Linked DNA regions of Mus musculus: all the other regions are linked to region 2. The links are chromatin contacts, called in public Hi-C maps. All regions are on one chromosome and are shown on one strand. Each heading gives the region's core, a stretch centred on a gene start, on an enhancer-like site or on the middle of the called end of the contact. The rest is flanking DNA. Distances are from core to core; before and after follow the strand shown.

Region 1 (4,515 bases), core at 1,711-4,210, 87 kb after region 2:
TTACTGATAGCCATGTACAGCACAATGTGCGATATCTGAGTAACATAAATATATAATTCAATATAATTATGTTTGGTTTAATCTTGTGTCACTTTCAGTTAATAGAGTCTCAACTACTAATGCTTTTCGCCTCTCAGTTCACAGTTTAAAATTGCTTTTCAACGAGAGATACATACTTCACATTTTAATATGAGTAAATCTGATAAAATTGTACAGAGCCTGGTATGGTGGCTCACACATGCAATCTCAGGACTTGGGAGACGGGGCTGAAAAGACAGGGCTAAGTTTGAGGCCTGCCTGGGTTACAGAGAGAGTCCCAGGCCAACCTGGTTTACAAACTGAGATCCTGTCTTTTAAAAAGAAATAAAAATGCACAGAGAAATAGTTTACTGTTTTTCTGCTTTAATACACTTCAGATGATTTTCTTTAATGACAGGGTCATTAGCTTTGAGAAGTTTAAAGCAAACCATTCTTTTTATTATAATCCATACATTAAAAAAGTTCCCAGGACATCAGACTTTTTCAATCACCCTTTAAAAGTTAAAAGTAATCAAATCATTTTAAAAAATCCAAACCAGCTAATTGGAGATTTCTTGGGCCCACCCAGCTTCTTCAATCATAGACCCATGTGGGTAATCTTTCTTGACAACTGGTATACTTCACGCTTCTCCAGAGGAAGCTGGACTTCTTGCCACCCTTTCCTCCCATGCTAGCCGTAAGCCACCACAGCTATATGGCATACAATGTATATAGTGTACACAGACATTACCATATGTACATTATACATGATGCATTAAAATGTGTCTTATTACCCTTTCCTTAAAGGGAATGTCCCAGAATGGTAAATCTAGTAAAATGATACCACTTAATTTTAATAAACATAGGTTGGGTGAATCCATCTTTGGACATTACTGAAAAGTTTCAGACTTAAATGAAAGTTACTAGTCCATTTTTATGTTTAGAATCACATTGCAGAATGTATCTCAGATGAAAAATAGAGAAGGAAATACAGGCAAGCCATCTTGCTACATGGTGTGGTATATATATATATATATTCCTTTTACATGATTCCATGATGAATGATACAGTTCAGAGCCAGGCTACATAATGTACACAGTTATTATAAAAAGTTATGTATTATGCTTCAGTACTAAAAATAAAATATATTCTCAAATAGTGAAAATAAGATATCCTTCATGTTTTTATGTCACATTTCCTGCTTGACCCTGACCTCCGCTTAATGAAATGATGTCCAACACTGTATTAAACAGTGACAGCACGTGGGCGATTTCTTGACAGTAACTGGCCTAAAACAAAACTGATTATCTTGTCAATTTGTTGAACTGTCTAATGCATGACAAAATATAAAAATAAAGGACAAAGATAAACAGTCTACATACTGAAAAATCAAAGTCCGCTGGTACCACATTACAAATACGGTCTGGACATCTTGAACAGATGCAGCCACTAAGCCATCCATCATGGTACCCCTTCCCCAACAAAACTGTGAGCCAGGAAGACACCAAAGGGTTTTCTGGGTCCTTTTCAAGGGATCGCATCACAGTCAAGCGCTGCTTCTACAGACTGCATGCAGCAGTCACTGGTCGTGGTCCAGAGCCAAAGGCTCCTCACCATTATGTCCTGGGAGACCGTGACCGGTCCAAGCAGGAGAGCAAGGAATGGACCTATGCTCCTTCCCTTTTAACAACAGTAAAGCAAGCCGCTGGTCTCTAAACACACCAAACGGTTTACCTGTTCTTTTGGATTGGAGAAGCAGGCACTTACAGTGAACACAAGGGGAGGCATGGCAGAGGGCGGGGACGACCGTCCAAGAAGAGCTGGGGGCTAGTCCTAAGCCATTGCCCCGCCGAGCTGCCCAGCCTTGAGCCCAAAGAAACATAGAAAACCACAGATTCCCCGGGAAGCGAGAGGGAGGGGACTGACCCCAACCCAGGCGCGGGGCTACAGGTTGTACGGGGATGCTAGGTGTGGTCAGAGGCAGTCAGTGGCGGCCGCCAACACACCAGCTGTTGCGTGCCACCCGCAGCCCCCAACCTTGTAGGATCCGGGCGATCCCCATGAGGCTCCCTGAACTCAGATGAGCGGGAAACGGACCTGGCCGCCGTCGGAGTCCCCGGCACTGCCGCCTCGCGGGCGGCCGAGCACCGACACGGGCAGCACGACCTCCGCTGGGCTGAGCTGCTGCAGCCGCATGGACTCCTCATAGGTGGGCAGGTACTTGACCTCCTCGTAGCTGGGCAGCTGGAGAAACACCGGTGACACCACGTGCAGCTCGTGCTCCGAAACGCAGGAGGGAGGCAGGCGTCCGCCACTTCCTCGGCCCCGACCACCGCCACTATCCAACAGTGAGTCCTGCGAGCCCGCGGCCACCTCGTCGCGCAGCAGAGCGGGCGAGTCGTCGTCGTCGTCGGGTGGCCCCGCCGTCCCCGGCGGTCCCGCACCCCCGGGAGGCCCGGGTCGTGCCTGGCCAGGTCGCGCCTGGCCACGCGGGTACCTGCGTGGGCTGGGGCAGATGATGCGCTGCAGGAAGTAGCCGATGGCGAAGAGCACCAGCAGGATGAGCAGCCCAGAGAGCTTGCGGACGAACCAGCCCACGTTGTCCAGAAAGGCGTGGAGCGGCAGCTTGCAGCAGCGCACGGCCGTGGCGTTGGCCGAGTCGCAGCAGCGCTCCCGCTCACCGCACGCCAGCTCCGCGCAGCCCCCGCCGCCCCGCGAGGGCGCCACCAACGCCAGCGCCAACAGCAGCAGCAGCGGCAGCAGCGGCGGTGGCGCTGGAGCCACCGACAGGCCCTCGGCGGTGACCCCGGGACCCCACATGGCCGGCGCAGATCTCCGCTGGCGTCCGGGACCGCGAGGCTCGGAGCTCCGTCTGGCCCCGGCGCTGCGATGGGTCCCGCGCGCGCCGCCTCCCGCGCCCCGGCTACCTGCGGCCCGAGCGGTGCTCACTTGGCCACGCTGGGGCGGGAGGAGGAGCCCGGGGCGCGCCGAGGCTGCGGGAGGCGGCTGCTGCTCACCGCTGTCGCCGCCTCGGGAGCCTGTGACCTCGAGCCGTAGCGCCTGGGCGCCAGGGTCCCGGGAGAAGCGTGCGGAGCCGCGGAGATGAACAGAGCCGGCCTGCGCTGGGTCTCTCTGGGCATCTCGGCCGTTGCCCGCCGCGCTCTTCTTCCGGCACCTGGGTACCCCGCGGCGCTGGAAGGGTTAAGGCTGAGCTCTCAGCCCCGGAGCCCCTTGATCTTGATTAATTCAGCCGGCGCGCTCTTCCTCGCCAGACGGGCGGGGCGCGCTCTCTCACTAGCGTAGGTGTCTCAGTTTTAAGTGATTGGATTTCCCCGGGAATATTATTTAAATTGACTCGGACCGGGTTCCGCTTACCATCTTTCTTGTGATCTTTCTGATTAAAAATGAATGATGGCCATTAATGGCCAGTGCAGCCCCATTGCTGCCCTAAGGTTCTAGGGTGGGAATTGCTGGATAGTTCTGCTGACAGGTAGGTCCAGGTTGTTGGGGAGCGCGGACCCTAAGAAACTCCAGAACAGGTAAGAATTCTTTGGAGAGGCTCAAGTTACAGCCACAGAGGTAGCCCCAGAGGGACCGAGAAGCACTCTGTTGAGGTGACCCTGCTCACCAAGGAGAAGAAAGAAGACCTTTAGTTCTCAGAGACTCACCTGACCCAGCCCTCGGCTTTCCTGTACTCAAAGAGGACAGCAGAATTGTGGGGTGCAGGGGCTCCCTCCTGCAGCATAAATAGCCTATGTAGGAAGGCGGAGGGGAGCAGTAAGTGGTTGGCCAAGTTCCTGAGCGCGATCTGAAGGTCTTTTTCAAGGTTATTCTTGTTTGCAAAATCTGACTTTAAAGGAAACAAGTACTTTGTTTCCAAATAGTACTTGGGTCCGTTTCCCTTCATGTCACCCACCCCTGGAGGAAAGCTCAGCGCATCCAGACCCTTTGGGCATATATCTGTTGGGTGGTGGAGCCCCTGAGAAAGCTGCTTTGGTTGAGGCAGTATAAAACAGACACACTTACACAGAAGGACTCACTGACGAGGAAAACTAATAGGGAATTTTCAAGGTTGGTGTGAGAAAATAAGTAAAAGGACATACAGTGCCCGAACAGACTCAGCTATGACCCAGGCTTTCTCTTCTGAAGAGAGGAGGAGAGCAAGCAGAATGGGGTGGGGTTAATGGAGGTCAACCATGGGCCAGCTTAAGTGCAAAGTCTTCTGGTTCTTCTTTTGGTGGGAACACCATGCTTTGCTTGAACTTCAAAACGACGATGCTTTCTCTTCTAGGAGAAGTGTCTGTGAAACCTCCCTAAGCCCAGGCGTTTGCTAAGTTCTTGTGAAGCCAAAGCATTCTCTGGCTGTGCTCTGCGGGAAGGACTGAGGCCTAGTCCATAAAGCTTAAATCGACAATGCTTTCAAGCTATAGCCAGATAGGGGAATGTCAGAGTCAAGAGATTGACTCTGATAAAGTGCCTGTTGTATTATTTTCAGTC
Region 2 (4,508 bases), core at 1,960-4,459:
ATTTTAAAAAATTGATTTATGCAAATAACCAAATTCCACATTTACCTCATTTGTTACTATATCCTTTTTTAGGCTTAATAATTCTGGAAAAGTAAACTGAATTGATTGAATATGCTATAATTCCTTAGAGATTTGAGACTAACATTTTAAATATATATTCTTTTATCTGATAGTCATCTTATTATATACACTATTTATCAGACAGACGTTCCAGAAACTAGGCTTTAGATATTAAAACATATAAAGACTTGCATTCAAGTTGCCAGTAGTCTAGTAGAGAATCAGATTATAAGACTTACATAGAACAGTCACTAAGTGGTACGTAGGTTTGTTAAGCTCTGTGAAGATGTGGAGAAGGCTAATTCTCCCTGCGGGACATTGATTGGGAAACTGAGGCTTGGTGAATAAGTAGTTCTCCAAGGAGACAAGGTTTTCAGGCAAGAGGAACTTCTCGTGTCTCCAAATGTGAAAGAGTACAGCAGTTTTTGTGCAGTCAGTAGACCTTGCATAGGATATTATCAGGGGTTGATATAGACAAGTTATTCACCAAACATGCCCGCTAGGCTGTATGGAAGAGGATAGTTTAGACCTTGAAGATGTAATGCTTTTCTGTGCAGCCCTCAGGGATTGCTGCAGAGTGAGAAAGGCAAGGCTAAGATCAGAGTGTCTTTCTCCTGCAGCCAGAGACAGCCCCATGTTGACTTGGCTTACTGTGAGAGCATCTGCTCTGAGGTTTTGAACCTCTGGCAAAGTGAAGTTAAAAGCCAGCATGGTGTGCTAGTGTCTATAAAGCATCAGGATGGAGGTAGTAACACACTGGGGCTCAAATATTGGAAGTACTGCGGTGATAGCAAAGTAACAGTGATCTAGAGAATGGTAAGCCAAGCCAAGTCACAGGGTCATAGGCTACACAGACAGAGCTTAGCACGGGGCAGCAGTCTGGACTCTAGTGGGGGGACAAGGGTAAGTTACTGATTTTTAGAAGTGACCTATAAGAGATTGGACATTTTGAAATAGAGGTCATTTTGACTCTGAGGTCAGTGTGGGGACAGATTAGAAACGAGATAGAAGAGAAGCAGAGTGCCTAGGCTGTTGGTCTGAATAATGGAGTAGTGCGGAGAGCTGTCAAGGAGTTGGTTCAGGAGAGACGTCTTTGCTATTTGGGAAGAGCCATGAATTCCTTGAAGATAACCCCCTAATATGATGTAAATTGAATATGACATAATATGACATAAATTACTCTAACTTTTTGTTATTTTGATTGATACTTTGTTTGAACATTACAATAATCAAGTTACCCAAATTTAGTGTACATGAGCGCTCTTTGGGTGTTGCTAAAAGGTATGTTCTTGGGCTCTATATTTTAAATTTTATTTTATCTTTTACATTTATTTATTTACTTATATTTATTTTTTTATTTTTTGAGATGGGGCTTCTTTGTGTAGCCTCGGTTGTCCTGGAACTAGCTGTGTAGACCAGATTGGCATTGAACTCACAGAAATACACCTACCTCTGCCTGCTGAACTCCGGGATTAAAGGTGTAGACCACCGCCTCCTGGCTATGAAAGTTTTAAAAGGACTTTTTAAAAAACGATTTGTTTTTTATTTCATGTGCATTGGTGTTTTGTCTGTGTGAGGGTGCCAGATGTCCTGAAAGTGGACCTACAGACAGTTGTGAGCTGCTATGCACGTGCTTGAAATCGAACTCAGGTCTTCTAAAGAGTAACGAGCACTCTTAACACCAGCACTCTTAACTGCTCGAACCATCTCTCTAAGCCCCTTAAGAAGTATTTTCAAGTAGCCTACTAAGCCCAGTTTGTACTGTTCCTATACTGAGGGTTTGGGCGGCTGTCCTCTGCAGCGTGGTCAGCCTCCGGGGGCTCCATTCACAAAGAAAATGGACTCTCCCCGCCTAGAAGCATCGGTGGAAGTGGCTCCTTAGCTAAAGTGGGAGTCCATGAGCCCTGCATGCAGGTTGGAGTGTCAGTTGGCTTGCTCTTCTGCAGACCTATCTTGTGTAGATAACCACAATTGCCTTGTGCCCATTAATGCAGTTGTCCAAGAAGGACTAGAAGACACTGCTGCACTCCAGTCTTCCCCAACTTCTGGCTCTTACAGTCTTTTTGTCCCCTATTTCACAACGGTCCGGAGCCTTTGGGGAAAGGAGTGTTACACAGCTGTCCCATTTGTGGCTGGGCACACCACAGACACTTTCTTCATGTTAGTTAACCAGTTGTGAGTTTCAGCATTAACTGCATGACGAAACTTCTCACAGGAGGTCTCAGAGCTGCACAAAAACAGTTGATGGGTCTAAAGATTTAGGGGGCAGCTTGATGTCTGTTTAGTGGAATAATAAGCTTCCCACTAAGGCCTTTGAGTCCAGAACTGTGGGCTCTTGGAGCCCTAATTGTAATGTGCTTAAGTGAAATCTTACCTTAGGCTTAGACTCTTTCTTGTTCTGGTCATTTTTGTGTAGGGGTTGCTTGAGCGTGCTCCTTGGTCTTGAATACCTAGTTGTCAAGAATCCCCTTTCCCAGCTCCACCTCTTCATGATCTTATTTCCGATCAGAAGGAGGCTGGAAGCTGCTGCTTTGTGGCTCTTAGTGCGGACCGTGGGCCCAGGGCAGCTTTTACAGTGCTGATTGGGAAGTACTTGCTGTGTGATTTTTTTTCCCCCTCCCCTGGAGAAACACAAAACAAACATCTACTCACCCCAGATGACAGTGTAAACAGACCAAGGAAAGGATCCACCCAGGTCGGTCTTGCTTAGCCAGTGAGTTCACTGGAGTTACTTACGGGAGTGTGCTATGGGTGGTCCTCTTCTAGCTTGTCTTTGGTCCATGCATTTGTTTTCCTCCCTTCCCTTCCCTTGTCCCTGTTTAGGGATAAACTCTGGCCAGGGTTGTGGCCAGCCTTTGTGGGGCTGGGGCTTTGTGCATGTCTAACAAGCACTCTGCCAGCTCTGCTCTGAACCCTGCCTATAGCAGTTGACGTTGATAGATACTGTGCACGCATGCTGAGTTTGTATAACATATACCTCAGGTTTATCATAGTAGTATTCTAGCAAAATGAGGAATGAGCATCTGTGAGTAGGAAGCTGATTGGCAGTTGTTCTGTTTTCCTAAAATGCATTGCCTGCAGCTCGTTAAGAATGTGAAAGGAAGCTTGTGCTTAACCGAAAAGGTCTGCCTGCCTGCCTGCCTGCCTGCCTGCCTGCCTTCCTTCCTCAAATGGCTACCAGCAGTCAATTGAGTGAGGGGTGGCAGATGAAGGAGGGAGTAGACTGATCCCAAAGAAACCTAGGAAAGAGGGGAAGAGAGATAAAGAACAAGGGCTTTAGTGGGCTCTCATTTTTCCTGAGGAATCCATCGTTTATACCATACAAGCCAGCGTCAGACACACATGAGGAGACCAGGGAAGATAGGCAGCATCTGTCGATGGTGGCTTGTGGGTGATTCACAAACTGGAGAGGCCACATCAGAGTTCCTGATGGTGGTGCTTTGGTGTTACGGGAGTGCCCCAGGCACAGCCAGCTGGGCAGAGGTTGGATGGTAGCCGTTGTCTTTCTGTTTGGCTATGTCAGGTCATTGGCTGACTGTTGAATACCACAGTGAAGACTTCAGTTACCAGACAGGAGAGGAATAGTCTCTGGGCTAACAGTCTGGAAAAGTCTCTAAATGGGCAGGTGACTGCTGTTCCTATCAGGCAAGTACACAGACTGAATCAGGAGTCTGTTTTCCAGAGTTATTCACATGGTGGTATTGAAATATCCAGTTTTTAAAAGAAAAGAAAAAATGAGTTTTCAAAACACAAAAAACCCTCAAGATATAAGACATACTAAAAAGTGGAATACAATGGCCCATTCTTAGGGGGAAAAAAGGTGACAAAAACCATTCCTAAGATATCCAGCACTGAGCCTGTTACACAGAGGCCATGTGCTCAAAATAATTAAAGAAATGTTGATAAATCAACAGAAACATTTTGAGACAGTGAGCCTGGGTCCATTGTGTAGTGCTTGTTGACTAGACTGGTCTCGGACTGAGCGAGCTCTGCCAGGCTCTGCTCTCCGTGTGCTCGGATTAAAGGCACACAACACCCAACCAAAGGAACCCAATTAGAAGTCTGAAGTTAAGTAGAAATACTCCAGAACTCCGAAATACTATCTTTTCAGTAACAAGTTTTATGCATCTAAAATTGACAAAGCAATACATTTTTGACTCCCCAGAAAATGTGAAAATGGCCTTCCTTTGTAGCACATGGATAGAAGCATTATCCACTTTAGGTTTTCTCAAGTATAATTTGACACTTTGACACAGCTGTTATGCATTCAAGAAAATATAAAATGTTCGCTGATATCAAGCAGGTGTGGTCCTTGCTGCCCATCCTGATGACCTGACTCGGATCCCCAAGACCCACATGGCAGAGGGAGAGAATCAACTCAGTTGTCTTCTCCCCTCCACGGGAGCACCATGTGTGCACACCAAAATAAATAAATAAAAGAACAAAAA
Region 3 (4,261 bases), core at 766-3,265, 100 kb before region 2:
CATGTGTTTTTATAGATTTTGGCAATATTCTGGGGCCTTTTTTCTTTGATAATGTTTTCTCTCTTTGGAACATAAAGGCTGAAATTTTTCCTTCTGTGTAGTGTTAGAGATCAAACCCAGGTAACTCATGAATGCTGGGAGACACTACTCTGCACAACATCCCTGCCTCCCACCCTCTACCTCCAGCATTCTTAGAGACTTCCACATTTACACCATCTACTTAGCCTTCTACTGATCTCTTTTGCATGTCAGTAATTATAAATGTAAATGGGACACTGTTATACTGGAAGATGTCAGCTTGAATTTTGATACCAGAGAAAACAGTGCCTAACTTCAAAGGATAGACTACTCTTACTAGTAGCTAATATGGCTGCTGACTTTAAAGCCAGAACTCATTTACCATTCCAAAGATCCTAGGGCCCTTAACAGTTAAATCTATACTGCCTGTGTTTATGTTTTATAAGCAGAAAAACAATGACTAAATGACAGCATCTATCTATGACATGGTTTCTTTTTTGTTGGTTTGTTTTTGTTTTATTTTTGGTTTAGCTAGGTTTGGTTTGGTTTGGTTTGGTTTGGTTTGGTTTGGTTTGGTTTGGGGATTTTTGAGATACCATTTCTCTGTAGCTGTAGCTGTCCCGGAACTCACAATGTAGACCAGGCTGGCCTCGAACTCAAGAGATCTCCCTACCTTTGCCTCCCAAGGTGTGTACCACGACCGATGGGTTTGGTTTGTTGAATATTTTAAACAGTTGAAAATTAATCCTCAGAAAAAAGTCCTTTGAAAATGTGCTTTTTGATAATGTACCTGTCACCAAAGACCTATGTAAACAAAGCTGCCAAGTTCTGCTGGTGCCTGGGGCTTGAACATGGCCCCCTTATTCAGTTATATCTTCACTAGCTTTCTGGTTTTGATTGTTTCCTTTACTGCCTGAGCTTGGATGTCATGGAACTTGGCAGTTTGGACCATATTGGCCTTGAACTCAGAGATTTTCATGCCTCTGTTTCCTTAGTGCTGGATTAAAGGTATGTACCACCATGCCTGGACCTAAACTTTTCTTTAATTCTTTTCACAAGATAGAAGCTTAGCTGGGTGGGATCTTGCCCAGAGGCCCCACTCCCTTTAATGCCACTTAAATCTTTAATCTATTATCTCCCTGAACACAATATTTAGCTCCATACCACTTTCTAGTGCCCCTTTAATCGTTGAACCATATATTTTGTATTTTTCCTTTCTCAGCTTGGAATGTTTGATTAAAATGCTCTTCATGAGAGTAAACCATAATACAGAATCTATTTTAGGCTGTTTTGAGATATCTTTTGCCAATGCAATTAATCTAAATCTCTTCACCTTAGTCTTAGATGGACTGTTCAGACAAGGGCAAAAAGCAGCCACATTCTTCACCAAATTATCATGAGAAAAGTCTTTAGGCAACAAACTAAAAATATTCTCTTAAACTTTGAACCAGGCCCCCACAGTCGAAATCACTGTCAGCACCACTGGCTTCCATGTTCCCACTAGTCTGGCCCGTTAAGTCCAACTTAAGCATTCTAGTGTTTCCTAATCCAAAGTCCCCAATCTGCATTTCTTCAAACAAACATATTCAGGCCTATCAGAACAATACCCAGCCCCTGGTTCCAACTTCTGTCTTACAGTTTTATTGCTATGAAGAGATACCTAGACCATGGCAACTCTTATAAAGGACAACATTTAACATAATTTTTAACATAATTAACATTTATTTTTAACATAATTATGTTAACATTTATGCCTAACATAATTAACATTTAACAGGAAACTGGCTTACAGTTTTAGAGGTTTAGTCCAATATCATCACTGTGGGATGCATGACTGCATCCAGGCAGACTTGGCGCTGGAGAAGGAGCTAGAGTTCTACATCTTGATTCATAGGCAGCAAAAGGGGACTGAGTCAGCACTGAGAGTAGCTTCAGTATATATGAGACTTCAAAGCCAGCCTCAACACTGACACTTCCTCCAACAAGGGCACGCCTACTCTAAGGCCACAACCCCTAATAGTGCCCCAAACACATGAGTCTCTGGGAGTGGACAACCAGTGATGGGTTTAATTTGAAGCCCATACCACGATGGGGAGCATACCGAAGACAGGTTGAGAACAGAAGTACAAATTTAAGTCAGTGTTACCAATGTCTAAATACTTTAATGTATAACAACATTAAAAAAAAAAAAGATTTGTTCTGTCCTACTCCTTTGACTAATATGTTTTGGGTTTTTGTTGGTTTTCTTGGTTTGTTTGGTTTTTTGTTGTTGTTGTTGTTGTTTGGGTTTTTTTTTTTTTTTTTTTTTTTTTTTGGTTTTGGTTTTGGGGGTTTGGTTTGTTTGTTTGGTTGGTTGGTTTTTCAAGACAGGGTTTCTCTGTGCAGCCCTGTCTGTCCTGGAACTCACTTTGTAGTCGAGGCTGGCCTCGAACTCAGAAATCTGCCTGCCTCTGCCTCCCAAGTGCTGGGATTAAAGGCATGTGCCACCACTGCCCGGCGACTAATACGTTTTTTGTGATGCTGTTGCTTCATAACACCCCATAACTGGCATCTTTGTAATCTTCAGGAAGGCTGAGCTCTAATTTAGGGTTCTTCCTCTATAGCAGAAGAGAGAAGTAGTGTAAAAAGAGTCAGTCCCCAACATTTAGCCAACCCTGTACCACTGGGCTTTTCTTCCTTATTCTTCATGGGTCTTATTATATTGTCCCAGCTGGTCTTGGCCTTAGATTTAGGAAGCCTCCCATTACTTAGCCTGTGGAGTAGCTGGGATTATAGAACACACAACTACATCAACATCCACCCTGATTCATATCTGTTACTGCAGTCTTTCCCCTGGCTGTGGATGCCCCAGTGAAGATCATGTGCATACTCTAGAAATGAGCTTAGAATGTCTACAGAAATTAGGGGTCCTACTACATAAAGCATGGCCCAGAAGACAGGACAGGCATTTTCTCAGAGATCTCTTACTCTTGTGCTAAAGTGTGGCTGAAGAAGATCCAGAGTGGACCCCTGTAAGCAAGGATACTGTGTAGAAAGAGGTTCCTCTACTCTAGTTCTTCCTGAAGTTTTCTTTGATGTATGTAGACCACTTTGACTTCACCTTTGCCTTTCATGTTTCCAGTGCATTCACTACCAATATCACCCATTTGAGCAGTATCTATCTGTTTGTCTGTCTGTCCCATCCATCCATCCATCCATCCATCCATCCATCCATCCATCCATCCATCTATATATCTTCTGGTTTTGGTGCTGAGGATTAAATCCAGGACCTCACATATTTAGCAAATAGTCTACCAAGAAGCCACACTTGAGAGTCTTAACTATATATTCAGTGTGTTGTTACTTATTTCCTAAGAGTATGACAGTAGGGGGTTGGTCTGGTGCAGCTACGTTTTCAAATACTAAATACTTGGCCCCTAAGATCTGGTTTCCCTAACCAGGAGACCCTCATGTACATCAAATGATGCTATGTAAACCTTGCCCACCAAGTTATCTCTGGTTGATTAAAAAAAAGATGTCTACAGGGGCCTGGAGAGATGGCTCAGTGGTTAAGAGCACTGACTGCTCTTCCAGAGATCCTGAGTTCATTTCCCAGCAACCACATGGTGGCTCACAACCATCTGTAATGGGATTTGATGCCCTCTTCGGGTTTGTCTGAGGACAGCTACAGTGCACTCATAAATAAATTAAGAAAAAGAAAAAGATGTCTACAGCCTGGGCTGGGAAGAAGAGAAGAGGGTGGCAAAGGTTCCCAGGCTTGGGGTCTAAGTCAAAGACCATGAGGAGAGAGCCAGAGAGAAGGAGGGAAGGTTGCCATGGGGTAGGTAGACTGTGAGCACATGGCTGATAGAGTAGCAGTGGCCTAGGTGGAGCATGGCAAGTTGTATCTCAGGGGTCACCACAGGGAAGCAGAATAGCATAGAGGGTTGATATCTGCCCAGCTCTAATGCTCCAACGCTTATCCTAAATCTAAAGGTCTCTGCGTCCTTTATTTGGGAACTAAATGATCTGATTTGGGGTAGGAATCCTAATAGATATTTAAAGGTAGTAAAGGGGCTGTAGCAAACCCCCAGAATCATTACAACATACGGCCTGCCTGGCTTCCTAGGAAAGGGAGAATGGGTTGGCAAAGGTGCAAAATATCTCAATCACAATTACATTTCATGGAATGTCAGAAGAACAGACGGTGTTCCTAACAGCCATCAGCCTAGCCCCCAGTCCTGAAAAGACTGTAAAAGCACAC

What was found. Hi-C and Micro-C count contacts between places; a contact is called where the count stands out from the background.
Region 1: a contact with region 2 is called in a Hi-C map of Th1 cells, with 4 times the contacts expected there. The contact joins the promoter of 1110032F04Rik here to the enhancer-like site in region 2. A contact is called at or near these places in 2 of 39 promoter capture datasets (hippocampal neurons and pre-B cells), 13 of 484 Hi-C or Micro-C datasets (B cells, CD4 T cells, CD8 T cells and 7 more), 3 of 115 datasets of contacts at active chromatin or transcription factors (bone marrow-derived dendritic cells, embryonic stem cells and forebrain) and 1 of 9 other capture datasets (liver).
Region 3: a contact with region 2 is called in a Hi-C map of the HPC-7 cell line, with 3 times the contacts expected there. The contact joins the promoter of 9630025h16rik here to the enhancer-like site in region 2. A contact is called at or near these places in 2 of 15 datasets of contacts at CTCF or cohesin (the G1E-ER4 cell line and pro-B cells), 31 of 484 Hi-C or Micro-C datasets (B cells, the Ba/F3 cell line, the C10 cell line and 20 more), 2 of 115 datasets of contacts at active chromatin or transcription factors (bone marrow-derived dendritic cells and memory CD8 T cells) and 1 of 9 other capture datasets (liver).

Annotation. Positions count from the first base shown.
Region 1 is chr3:68,868,031-68,872,545 of GRCm38.p6, reverse strand. 1110032F04Rik (RIKEN cDNA 1110032F04 gene) reads right to left here and starts at 2,960. Exons shown (of 1, transcript NM_001167996.1): 1 at 383-2,960. The coding sequence starts at 2,838. The coding sequence ends at 2,095.
Region 2 is chr3:68,955,287-68,959,794 of GRCm38.p6, reverse strand. All of the region lies in intron 8 of Ift80 (intraflagellar transport 80), which reads left to right. Among named protein-coding and RNA genes, the nearest start is that of Ift80, 47 kb to the left of the region's middle. Within about 2 kb of position 3,209, at least 47 of the 459 cell types and tissues checked have an H3K27ac peak or open chromatin away from gene starts, as enhancers often do. A contact at or near this core is called in CD8 T cells, the HPC-7 cell line, Th1 cells and 4 more, where this site is marked.
Region 3 is chr3:69,058,616-69,062,876 of GRCm38.p6, reverse strand. 9630025h16rik (a long non-coding RNA gene) reads right to left here and starts at 2,015. Exons shown (of 2, transcript XR_867356.3): 1 at 1,809-2,015.